Regions from separate parts of the Rattus norvegicus genome. Here region 2 is linked to region 1. The links are chromatin contacts, called in public Hi-C maps. All regions are on one chromosome and are shown on one strand. Each heading gives the region's core, a stretch centred on a gene start, on an enhancer-like site or on the middle of the called end of the contact. The rest is flanking DNA. Distances are from core to core; before and after follow the strand shown. Region 1 overlaps Maml3 (mastermind-like transcriptional coactivator 3). Region 2 overlaps Maml3 (mastermind-like transcriptional coactivator 3).

What was found. A called contact is a pair of places that touch in the nucleus more often than the background predicts.
Region 2: a Hi-C map of the A7r5 cell line shows a contact between it and region 1, with 4 times the contacts expected there. The contact joins two enhancer-like sites. A contact is called at or near these places in 11 of 12 Hi-C or Micro-C datasets (the A7r5 cell line, the Rat2 cell line, Schwann cells and 7 more).

The regions. Positions count from the first base shown.
Region 1 is chr2:137,892,402-137,898,318 of GRCr8, forward strand. All of the region lies in intron 2 of Maml3 (mastermind-like transcriptional coactivator 3), which reads right to left. Among named protein-coding and RNA genes, the nearest start is that of Mgst2, 51 kb to the left of the region's middle. Within about 2 kb of position 3,445, at least 1 of the 93 cell types and tissues checked has an H3K27ac peak or open chromatin away from gene starts, as enhancers often do. A contact at or near this core is called in the A7r5 cell line, where this site is marked.
Region 2 is chr2:137,968,108-137,974,024 of GRCr8, forward strand. The region is part of intron 2 of Maml3 (mastermind-like transcriptional coactivator 3); the gene reads right to left. Among named protein-coding and RNA genes, the nearest start is that of Mgst2, 130 kb to the left of the region's middle. Within about 2 kb of position 3,109, at least 55 of the 93 cell types and tissues checked have an H3K27ac peak or open chromatin away from gene starts, as enhancers often do. A contact at or near this core is called in the A7r5 cell line, where this site is marked.

The DNA.
Region 1 (5,917 bases), core at 2,195-4,694:
CACAGAGGTTGCCTTCTTGAACTCAGCAGTGGGACTACCAGAAGGAAACATGCCTGAGATAGGACCTGTTAGCATTCCATCAAGCAGTGGGTGGGACTGACAAAGCCCCACCCCTCCTTGAGGATCCATGTAGAATGTTACTGGGAAACTGAGACACAATTGCTTCCGTGGTATAGCTGCTCATAAGTTGCCCATGTTCCTTAAAATATCCTCTTACCCTTCTTCTGTAAGTTTCCTTAATTAAATTCACTGAACAAGCTTTGAGTGGAAGAGTTCCTTTGGTTTATGGTTGGTGCCTTGTCATAGGGCAAATAGTTACTTGTCACCCAAAGACAAGTTTGTGGCACTGGTGCCCTCCTAGCATCTGTAAGAGCAGCATCCTGCTCTTGGTGTGTGTGTAGGTCAGTGGACAACTTTGTAGGGTTAGTGCTCTATTTAAAATTTTTATACAGGTTCTAGGCATCACCCACAGGTTGTATGCTCTTGTGTGGCCAATCACCTGCTGGCCCATCCCCAGCAGTGTTTATGTAGCTCCTGATGTGCACCCCCTATCAGCCTTTTATGGATATTAGTTGAGTTCTGGGGACTCAACTCAGGTCTTTGTGCATGCAAGGCAAACATTTTGCACACTGGGTCATCTTTCCAGCTCTTAACTAATATTCTTTCTATGTGCCCTGGCAGAGAGAGAGAGAGAGAGAGAGAGAGAGAGAGAGAGAGAGAGATTGATTTATTTTTCTCACCCTTTCTTAGCCCTAATAACATTTTGTATTCATTTTATAAATATCTATATGGTAGATCTAAAAAATAAAAGTGGCCCAGCTATTTTCTTAACTGTGAGACTTAGGGACAAAATGGGACCAAGAAGCAGTTTGAGAAGGAATGTTGACCTCAATTAGTTTCCTACTGAGCTCCTGCATGGTGAAGGAGAAACAAGCTGGGTGGATGTGCAGGACACTGAACTCAAGGGCTAGCTGACTTGGTCTAAGACCGAAAGTTCTCTGCTCCTACTTGACAGCAGGTTCAAGGGTGAAAGAGGATTTGACTGGGAGTCTAGATGGACTTGTAGATTCTATTGAGTGGAGAAGAGAAGGAACCCCACCATTGGAAGGCAAAGGATGAAGAGTTTGCCTGGGTGTGGGGGAATCCATCTGTGCCAGTATATTGGGGAGAATGAATAGCAAGAGACAGGCCTAGACACAGGCAAGACGTCAGATGTGACCAGGGGACAACAGGAGCTGGAGTAGGCTCTCAGGTGATAAAGGCATCAGCCTAACCAGGTATCAGATAGAGCAGAGATTAGACTGGGGCTGTGGGACGAGGAAAACCGGCAGGGAGGATGGGGAGATAACTCCGTCCAGTCAACCAGTGAAGTGAGTCTGGTTTCTCCCTGTGGAAACTGAGGATGGAGTCGAGGTACTTGCTAGGTATTATCCCGTAGCACTCTGCAGCCTCTTCATCTCATGCAAAGTCCACGTTCTGGTCCACTGGGCTGCATCATATCTGACAGAGATAAACCTTGCCTACACATCAAGTATAGACTGAGGGAGCTGCATGCCTGCAATCCTGGAACTCAGAGAGGTGAGGCAGGAGGATCATCAGTTTGAGGCCAGTCTGTGTTATAGACTGAGGTCCTGTCTCAAAACTAAACACATAAAACAGAAAGGTAGACAAGATGACTCTTGTGTGTCCTGAGCTTCCCAGTCTTAAATAGCTCATTGCACGGGGTGGGGAGATAGCTCAAGGGTTCCAGCATTTGCCGTGTAAGCACAACGCCTAGAGTTAAGAGTCCCCAGCATCCATATAAATGCTTGGTAGGCATGGTGGTCCATTGGCAATTCTAGCAACAAGAGGGGTGCAGATGGGACCCCAGAGCAAGCTGGCCAGCCACTTTGCTGACTAGCTGGCTGGTCGGATTGCCAAGCTCTGGTTCACCTGGGAGACTCTGCCTAAATGAAAAACTGTGTAAACTGTGGAAAGTGTCAAGGCAGTTGTTAACAGCATCTCCATTGTGGGTCATCAGACCATCATAGACTTCTCAGGCTTGGCCATCAGTCTCAGAGATTCCCAGACACCATAACCACAGAGCTCTTGGTCCCATTCTCCATAACAAACCAAAGCACACCATAGCAGGCCTTTCACACAGCAAGCCCTCCTAGGAGTTTGTAATGGAGAAGACGAAATCTTTCCCACCACCCATCTCAGAACAGAAGGATAGGAATCCAGAGCCACCTGCCATGCCCCGGCCAGTGCCTACAGCGTAACGGGGTCTTGGTAGATGCATCTGGAGGCTGGAGGCTGTTCTGTAAAGAGGTTCAATAAAATCTTGTACAAAGACATTTTTAAAATGTGGACAGTGATCAAGGAAGACCTTTCATGTCAACTATGGCTCTCGATATGCACACACAGTAGTGCATGTGGACCTACACACATACACACACACACAGACATGTGTACACAAACATATATACCTAAACCCACACATACCACACATTTATGCACACACACACACACACACACACACACACACACACACACACACACGAGATAAGAATTTAATGTGTGTAAGTATAACCTTAGTACACCACATGCTTTGGCTTTAGAAATATTGAGCAGTGTCCTGAGAACTGTCAGATCCCCTATTTTCTGGGGATGAAAGGAAGCCAGAAAACAACAGAAAATAAGATCAAAACTACTTCTAGAGGAGGGCAACTTTTAATTTTGTGCCCCTTTCACTTGGCTCCCCAACTTTCCCCTTCCTGCTGAGCACTTCAGTCAATGTCTAGAAAAGCCGGACAAGGCAGAGTGAAAGTTTGGGGGTCGCCCAATTTGGGTTTTAATAAGCAGTCTTCGTAGCAAACACAGTAACTATTTTAGGCGAAAGTTCACGCTTAGACAGAAACAGTCAGCAAAGTCTTACTGCTATAACTTGCTCGCAATAGAAATACTGTGTTAAATAAAAAATAATGCTTAAGTTAGCATGTGGTATGCTCTATTTTTTTAATGGATAGTGCTACCCCTTCCACTAATTTTTAAAACTAAACTTGACATGGTGGTTAAAAAAGTATTCGAACAAAATGGCAAATTTGCACGAAGCCACTGGGATTAACAACCCCTACTGAAGTAAAGATTCTGCAGGAGACGCCAGGGAAGAGCTGGTTTTGTATTTTAACCTGGAGGCCTGGTGTCTTCTGTTACACACACGAAATACTTCCCTTTGAAAACAATCTTTCGCTTCTTCAGGTGACAGTCGGGTAAAGCAATGTCTGTCATTCATAACACTGAAATTTTCCTGCCTGAGAGAAGGATGCAGCACCTGCGGGCCCGGCATGTCTCCTACTCCGAGGGGAGGAGCTACAAATCTCTCTGAGGCTCTCAGGGCCCCTGCCACATCGGTCTTTCCCACACTGGCCTCAGTAGGAACAAAATTCCTCAGATGCCTGACACCAGCCAATTTGTTTTGCTTCCCCCTCCCCCCTCTCCACCTCCCCTTCTAATATGGCACATGCTGTCTGTGCCTCTCAAGGTAGCCAGGGGCCAGCAGCTCTAGCCTCCCCTTGTCTGAATGAGCCTCTTCTACTCTGTTCTGAAGGAGGAAGAGAGGGGCTAGCCATCAAATGTATGGGGAACCCAAACTTAAACACGATTTTGTTTCTTCCCCCTCTTGAGATACAGCTCTGGCGCATCTCGAACTTGTGACTCTTTGGGATTACAGCCTGTGCCACAGCGTCTGGTTTAAGAATTATTTACATATTACAGAATACTTAACAAGATTCCTGAGGAGTGAAGGAAGCAAGCAAGTGGAAAGCAAAACCTAAAGGGCCTAGGAAAGCCATGCCTCATGTACCGCCAAGTCATGCCACATGTACCGCAGAGGAAAACTACTCAGGGTAGAGGAATGGAGGGACAGGAGTGGGGCACAGGGCACAAGGAGCAGGGCACAGGGCACAAGAAGTGGGAGGCGATTGTCCCCTCCAAGCAGCTGTAAATCTTCACTTTAGACATGGAGGGTGGGACATATGGGTTTAGATATACAGTGATTACCTAGCAAGGGCTTGGATTTTATCTTCAATACCAGAGAGAGAGAGAGAGAGAGAGAGAGAGAGAGAGAGAGAGAGAGAGAGAGAAGAAGGAGGAGGAGGAGGAGGAAGGGAGGAAGGGAGGAAGGGAGGAAGGGAGGAAGGGAGGAAGGGAGGGGAAGAAGAAAGAAAAAAAGGAAAGGGAAAAGAAAAACAATAATAATGCCCCCTCCCAAACATTGTAGGTAATATTTATTCCTTGTCCACATTATCAGTCTTATGCCTGATACTTAAAAAAACTGGTGTGTGTGTGTGTGTGTGTGTGTGTGTGTGTGTGTGTGTGTGTGTATGGTGCCTCATAGTCCAGGTCAGGAAGGGTTTGGAGTCTTCTGCTACCACTCTGCACTTTTGAAGACAGCGTCCCCCACTGAACCTGGAGCCGGTTGACTGGTGAGACTGGACGGCTGGAAGCCCTCTATCCATCTCTGCTCAGTCTCTCTAGGGTTGGGTTTACAGTCGTGCACTGCTCTGCCCAGCTTACCAGTAAGTCCTTTACTCGCAGAGCTATCTCCCCAGCCATTTTGCCTGATACCTTTTAAGAGCACTGGGAGCATTGAGATCTCTATGGAGTCTTTGCAGAGCTAAGGACAAAGAAACCCCCCAGCAACATTGCCTAGTACCTTAAGCTTCTATGTCCTCACGGGCTTTTGTGAATGTGCTTCTATCCCTTTCTACTGTCTGGAGGCTGATGGGGGAGGCACTTTGGAATTGAGGATCAGAGGTTGGGATAAAAGGGGAAGACACGACCCATCTTGGGCTTTGCAGTCTCTATGCCTCTTATTCAGCCTACAGTGGCTAGAAGGAAATGGTCTAACGGGAGACTTAATTCCAGGAGGGGCTAAGATTCTCAGAGGAACTCAGCTCAGGGGGAAGAGAGAAGATAGCAACACACATACATGGGAATGACTGAAACTGGAGGCAGGGGAGTATAGGAGAGGAACTTGCCTGGGGTAAGATCAAGAATAGATGCTAGCTGGGGACACAGTTACATCTTTGTCCTCAAAATCATGTTAAGGTCTGGCTCGATGCAATGTTACTTTAAAAAAAAAAAGGCTATGCTTTCTTTCTGGGATTCCAATGGAACTTCCCTTCCTCCCCAAACCAGTCTAAACTTCCTTGGGGAATTGGGCAATTTGAAGTGTCAGCTCCTTAGATTGTGAGAAGGGCAGTTAGGCTGGGAGGAATGGAGAAGGGTCTCAATTCTAACAGGGTAGTCTGCTGGCAGCCATTTTGAAAGTCGGCAAAACACAACCTGACTTTGATTTGTTGGCCCCAGACGACAGCTTGTCTTGGTGACTCAGTGTGAACACTATTTCAGTTCCTGCATCTTGGTGAGCAGAGGGCGGGTAAGACGTGCAAATATATGAGCCCTTCCTTTAAAGTCCTAAAGAGTACGTATGCTTTTGTCTGAGTCCCCCAGTGTAACCAAACAATCCAGCATTTCTACAGGGAGTTCAATATCTGTCCATCCATCTATCTGTCTGTCTCTTGAGTGTGTGTGTGTGTATGTGTGTGTGTGTAGATTAGCATGTATGGAGGCTGGAGGACAACCTCATGTGTTTATCACGGACCACCACTTTCCTCTTTTGAGACAGGTCTCTCAACGGTCTGGTTCTCAGCAAGGCAGCTGCACTGGTTGGCTAGTGTGCCCCAGTGAACCGACTGTATCTGCATCCCCAGATTACAGTCTCGTGATACCATGTAGACCTTTTTAATGTGGGCTCTGGGTATCAAACTCAGGTCCTCTCGCAAGGACTTTACTGGTTAACCCATGTAACCAGCTCTGTAGCAAATATTTTCTCTCCAGAAAAGATTAGCAATTTACTCTAAGTGTGTGTGTG
Region 2 (5,917 bases), core at 1,859-4,358, 75 kb after region 1:
CTTCCAGTGAACACATTTTCTAAGTTATAGCCGTCAGGAACTGATCAGAAAAGGCGTTTCACTGAAATGGGTTTCTAAACGGAGCTGGAAGGGGCACAGGATCTGCAAGCAAGGGATCCGATGCAGGAGCGATACAGCGAAAGGTTCTGCCACCCGCTCCCAGCCATCTCAGCGCCTCTGCAGAAGGGAGCTGACAGGCACAGAGGTGTCCTTGAAGACAAAGAAATTCATCCTGTTTCTCATGTCTGCAAACGAATGGCAAAAGGTTTCCCACCCAGTGAAGGTTCTGTGGACGGTTTAAGATGGGGAACAGAGGAGGCAGAGTGAACAACACAGAAAACCAGCAACGACGCAAAAGTCCTAAATTGTACCCAGTAGACATGTCATTAAAGTTCACTATTCGAGTCGTTTACAAACAGTGTTTATTTACCTACCGAATGCACAGACACATATGCACACTAATAGAAAGCTTATCTAGATGTATATGTCTATATATACACACACATATATCTATATATGTATATATAGTATAATATATACACAGATACAATGTATAGCATACATGTAGTCATAATTTGGAAGGAGGAGAGACAGGAAGTTTGCTGGAGAAGTTGAAGAGCTGTGGGCAGTTCCCCATTTTCCATGCTTGAGAAATGTAGGATCAATCACAGAAATACTTTCAGAAAGAGATTCATTCCAGAAAAAAGAGCTGAAACATTTTAAAGCTTTTGAGAGCAGAAACAGGGTAGAAAGAAGAGTGTTGTGAGGACCAACCCGTCTCATCATCCATTCTCAATAACCTCTCATGGAAACATGGTGCCTGGATAACGATCAGATCGAATAGCAAAAGACCCAAGTAGTTAGTTAGCCTTGAACCCCTACCACAGGGCGAAGGTGACTGGATGTATCTCATTGCCTCAGGTTTCCACCACCCTCCTGTGCGATTTTCCCACACAGGAGATTGGGTACCTTGACCTCTCTGACTCAGGATTCCCAGAGTCTTGGTTTGTGGCTGTGGTGCAGCTGTGGCACACTGCATGAAGCTGTGTGGCTCAGGTAATGTTTTGGTAGAGCGTGGACAGCAGCAAAGTGGGTGTGACTTCTAAGATGTGTGAACCCCCAGGGATGTTACTGTGGTCTCTGGGACTTGGAGGGCGGCTGGGAGTTTTCTGGCGACTACGTGAATTTTACTTGCATCAGGGTTCTGCGAACCTTCTGTCCTTGGAGGCTAGCCCTTCAATTAGTAAAGAGCACAGGGCTCGAAGTGATGGAGAGACCCTGGTGATGAAGAGAGTTTTCCAGGCTACTGTCATGGCTACACTGTAGGAAAGAAAGAACATCATTAGAGTTTAGTCTAATGAGGTGACATTAGCTAAGCCAAGAAAAAGTCACTGCATGTAAAATACAATTATCTGGAGAAGAACATGTAGGTACCCTCGGTACAGAACGCAAAAACCAATTTTGATGAAATGAGAATAAAATTCTAGGAAAGGCAGACTGGGGAGCTAGAGGCTGTGCTTTTGCTAGAAAGACAAATAGATCTGTTCTGTAACACAGGGTTGCCTTAGACTCTGTAGAAAGATGGCGCATAAATTCTGAAACAGAGAAGGCAACATCCTGAGGTGGTTCTGTGCTTGTTAAAGGAGAATGTGTGTGTGCCTCTCTCTCTCTCTCTCTCTCTCTCTCTCTCTCTCTCTCTCTCTCTCTCTCTCTTTGTGTGTGTGTGTGTGTGTGTGTGTGTGTGTGTGTGTGTGTGTGTGTGCTTGTGTGTAGGCCAGAAAACATCTTGGATATTCTTCAGGCACTGTCTACCTGATTTCTTGAGACTGGGTTTCTCACTGGCTTACAGCTCATCAAGTAGGCTAGGCTGGCCCATCATCGAGTCCCAGGATATCTCCTCTTTCCCAACACTGATTACAAGCACATTTCACAGCTTCTGGTGTCTTATGTGGCTTCCCCATGCCCGAGCACTTTACTACTGAGCCACCAATCCGGCCCATGAGAATTCTTTTAAAGATCGTTTTTCTTAAGACAGGTGGACATGGCCTGATGTAGGAAAATACCCAACTTTTTCTGAGAGATTATTATGTGCTGGCCTTTGTTTTAAGGTCCTCTTGGAAACTAGATTTTTTAGAGCCTTTTCTTTAGATTATTTTTAAATCCTTGAAACAAATCTACAGGATATGTAGTTATTGTTCAAGCGGTTAAACTCCATTTTACAAAACAGAAAATTAAGTCACAGAGAAATGACATATTTAGGGTTGTAGAGATGGCTCAGCGGAGAGCGCATTTCTCTTGGGAAATTAATTCCCAGGTTTGGTTCCCAGTACCCACACTGGGCAGCTCACAATCATTGTAAATCCAGTTCTGGGGGGAATCTAGTGCCCTCTTCTGGTTTCTATGGGAACCTGCACACACATGAAGCCTACATTCAGGCAGAAATGATCATAAAATTTAAAAAAACAAATCTTAAAAATAGAAATTAAATTATCAGCTGGAGACTATAAAGAATAACCAATCGCAGGTTGGGACTCAAATCAAAGGCTTCAGAATTCCAAGCACTTAGTATGTTTATGTTTATAAAATTAAAAATATATATCAACATGTAGAGATCGAAGCAGGAAAAAAAGATCCTTCGTCGTCGGGGTGGGTTTTTCGTTTGTTTGCTTGTTTTTAAGGGACGACTACTACACTGTATTTAGTTTTTGCCTTCTGTAGATCCAGGTCAGGCTTCCTGAATTCAACTGGGAAAAGTTAAAAGTTTCAGCTCAGTACTGAAGTCTTCTCTGAAGATGGGTTTCAGAAATCAGATCCAGGCTCCTCCCTTGTCCGCTATTTATCTTAGACCTCAGGAGGTAAAAGCAGCTTGAGATGTAACACAGCCACAAAGAAGATGGCAGTGAACGGTAATAAATAACACGACTGACACGTGGGCCCTGTGCATTAGGAAAAAAAGGAAAGCCACTCATGGCTTAGAATGGCAGAAACAACACATCTGTGCAGATATTCACCCTGGATCCATTGCAAGTCTTTTAAGGTCCCGGGCTCCGAGAGACTGAGAATGGTGAGTCAGTGGGGAGGGGAGAGAGCAGAGATAAAAATAGAAATGTTGATTGCATTGTTACTAATTCAGCCCAGCTCAACCGCTCCAGCCCGGTGAGTCAACAGCAGCGGTTCAAAGACACAAAAAGGAGAGGTGCGGGATGCTCCGTGCCATGGAGCAGAAGGGACGCGGTCACATCTGCGCCTCTCCGACTAAACAGACCCATGACACTCGGGCTGTGTGGTGTGAGTTCAAAAATGAACAAGTGGAAAGTAGCGAGGGACAAAGTGGACGCAGATCGATGGACAGCAGAGCTCTGACCCTCTGGCAAAAAGCTGCCTTTTGTAAGAATCCTGGGCAGTGGGGGATGGGCGGCAGAGCCTGAGCTTAGAGGCCAACTTCCACTCTTCAAACACAGTATTGTTTTCTCTGGGGCATAAGGCTTACTGCCATTCCAGACTGGTCTCCATGGCAGCAGGGGAGGAGGGAGAGGAGAGGAGGAACAGATGGGGGTCACGGAGGTCTTAATTCTCATGCAGGGGTCCTCCCTGCCAGCCCTTTTCTCCTTGAGGACCTGTGACACGTTGCACCTTCTCGGGGGCCCAGGAAGCCTATGGTATTGGCTCAATTCAACTGGCTAGATCTTGGGAGCCTACTTTGTGCGGGTCTTTTGCCTCTAATTGGCAGTAGTATCTGTTGAAAATGGCCAGCCTCTGCTTGGTTGGAAAGCTGAAAATGAGGAAAAGACCTAGTTTCTGTTCCCCTAAGCTTTATCTTTTCCCAGTCCCGGACTATAAGCAGCCACAATGTCGGGGCGCACGGAAAGGAGAAACGCACAACTGCTTTCTCGCCCCAGACGCTAACCTTACCCTCTGTAGCCTTAGAGTTCCTGGGCCTGTCTCCTTCTTTCTAGTTCCTTGCACGTGTATGATACTGCAGGATCATGCTAGGTCAGACCCCAACCATGAGATCCCTCCGACTGTCTTCCGGAAACCGTTATCTTGGTATTAAAAATCTGCAGTGCCTGGTCTTTCTCACTCCTAATAGTCTACTCTATCCTTTGAGTGGTTTCATGGCCTAGGGGGAACATGATAGGTAGAATGAATGAACGAACGAACGAACGCATGAAAACAAACCAGGAGACAGACACCGAAGAGCTCATTTCTGTCTCCATCTTTTGTTTCATGTCACTATATCTCATCGTTGATAATAAATTTTCTCCTGCCCTTTACCTGCAATTTCTACCAAGGTCCAGCTCATAGCTCAACGGCGCCACCTACTTCCTAGGATTCAAATGCAGTGTCCTCTACTCTCTCAGGGCCTGGGGCCATCAATGTCACTCTGGTTTTTCAAGCCAGGAATCTGGACTCCAACCAATATATGGCTCTCCCTCAGGCTCCATTTTCCAATATCCGCAAAGCCCTTTCTGTGGGCCTTCAGGGCTTGGTGTCTATTGTACTGAATTCTATTCACTTTCTCCTGTCTCTCCATTTCTTCTCACCCGTTCTCCCAGCCTTCAAATTATAGGACTAAAGTTGCATCCAAATTAGTCTCTCCACGTCCACTCCCCTCCACCAACTGTGTGGTCAGATGGAGGTTTTCAAAATGCAAATATAGCCACACCACAACAGCCTGCCTGTAGGTCTTCGGTGGCTTCTCTTCACTGTTAGCATGGCGGGTAGAATCCTTGAAGTGATGTGACCCCAGACTATTTTCCGGCTTCACCCCAGCTCACTTTCCCCTGCATATGATTATGTCCCTTCAAGCCCTAGGTCATCACGACACTATATATTTTAGTCACCACCTTCGCCTCAGCCCATCCCCACACCACCTTTGAGATTTGAGCACTGGTTCCCAAACTTCAGAGTCCATCCCAATCTCATAGCTGTCTTACTGTCTTACAGCAAAATACTGCACGACACTATCTTATCGAGCAGTAATGGCATGTTGCCTTGTTGTATAATGTACACTTCTGTCACTCATAGTAGTAAGTCAGGAATAGAACGGCATCGTGTTCGCCCATGCACAGAAGCTAAGGAGTTGCTCTCTCAGAGGTAGAGAGTAGAATAATGGCTACTTGAGCCTGGGATGGGGAGCAGGAGGGACGGGAGAAGATGTTAACGTCAGCAGAAGTATCACTTCAGGAGGGTCCTTCAGGAGGAAGTTACTTTAAACATTCTGTAGCACTGTGGTACAACACCAACTGACAGCCATTCCATAAAATTTCAAAATGGCTGACACAAAGGATTCTAGCTCTTCCCCAGAGAAGGAGGTGACCTTTGTCTGAAGTGACAAATATGACAGTCACCCTGAATGAATCATTATATATTGTATGCATGTACTGAAATGTCACACTGTACCCTGTATGTATGCTCAATCACTGTGTGTTAATAACAAAAAATAAAAACATTAAAAAGCAAACACACAAACAGAAACAGGTATGGCGGCCCATGCCTGTAACCTCAGGAGGACAGCCAAAGCAGGAGGATTGCCAGGAGTTTAAGGCCAGCCTGGAATACAGAGCGAGGGTCCATCTTGAAAACCCCAGGGGATAAAGTACAGAACGAGGAACTGGAGATATGGCTCCATGGAGAAAGCACTTTCCACACAAACCAGGGACCAGAGTTCAGATCCCTAGCACCCACAAAAAAGCCAGAGGGTTTGGCAGCCTGTAATGACAAAGTCCTACTGAGGAGACAAGGGATCCCTGGGGTAAGCTAACTTGCTAAATAACCAGCTCAGCCAGCAAAGCTCTGGGTTCAGTGTCCGACTCTGCCTCAGTCAATAAAGTGGGGATTGATGGATGAAGACACCCGAGGTCAACGTCCGGGCTCTATGTGCACCGTGTATGCATGCGTGAGTACACTCAGAACA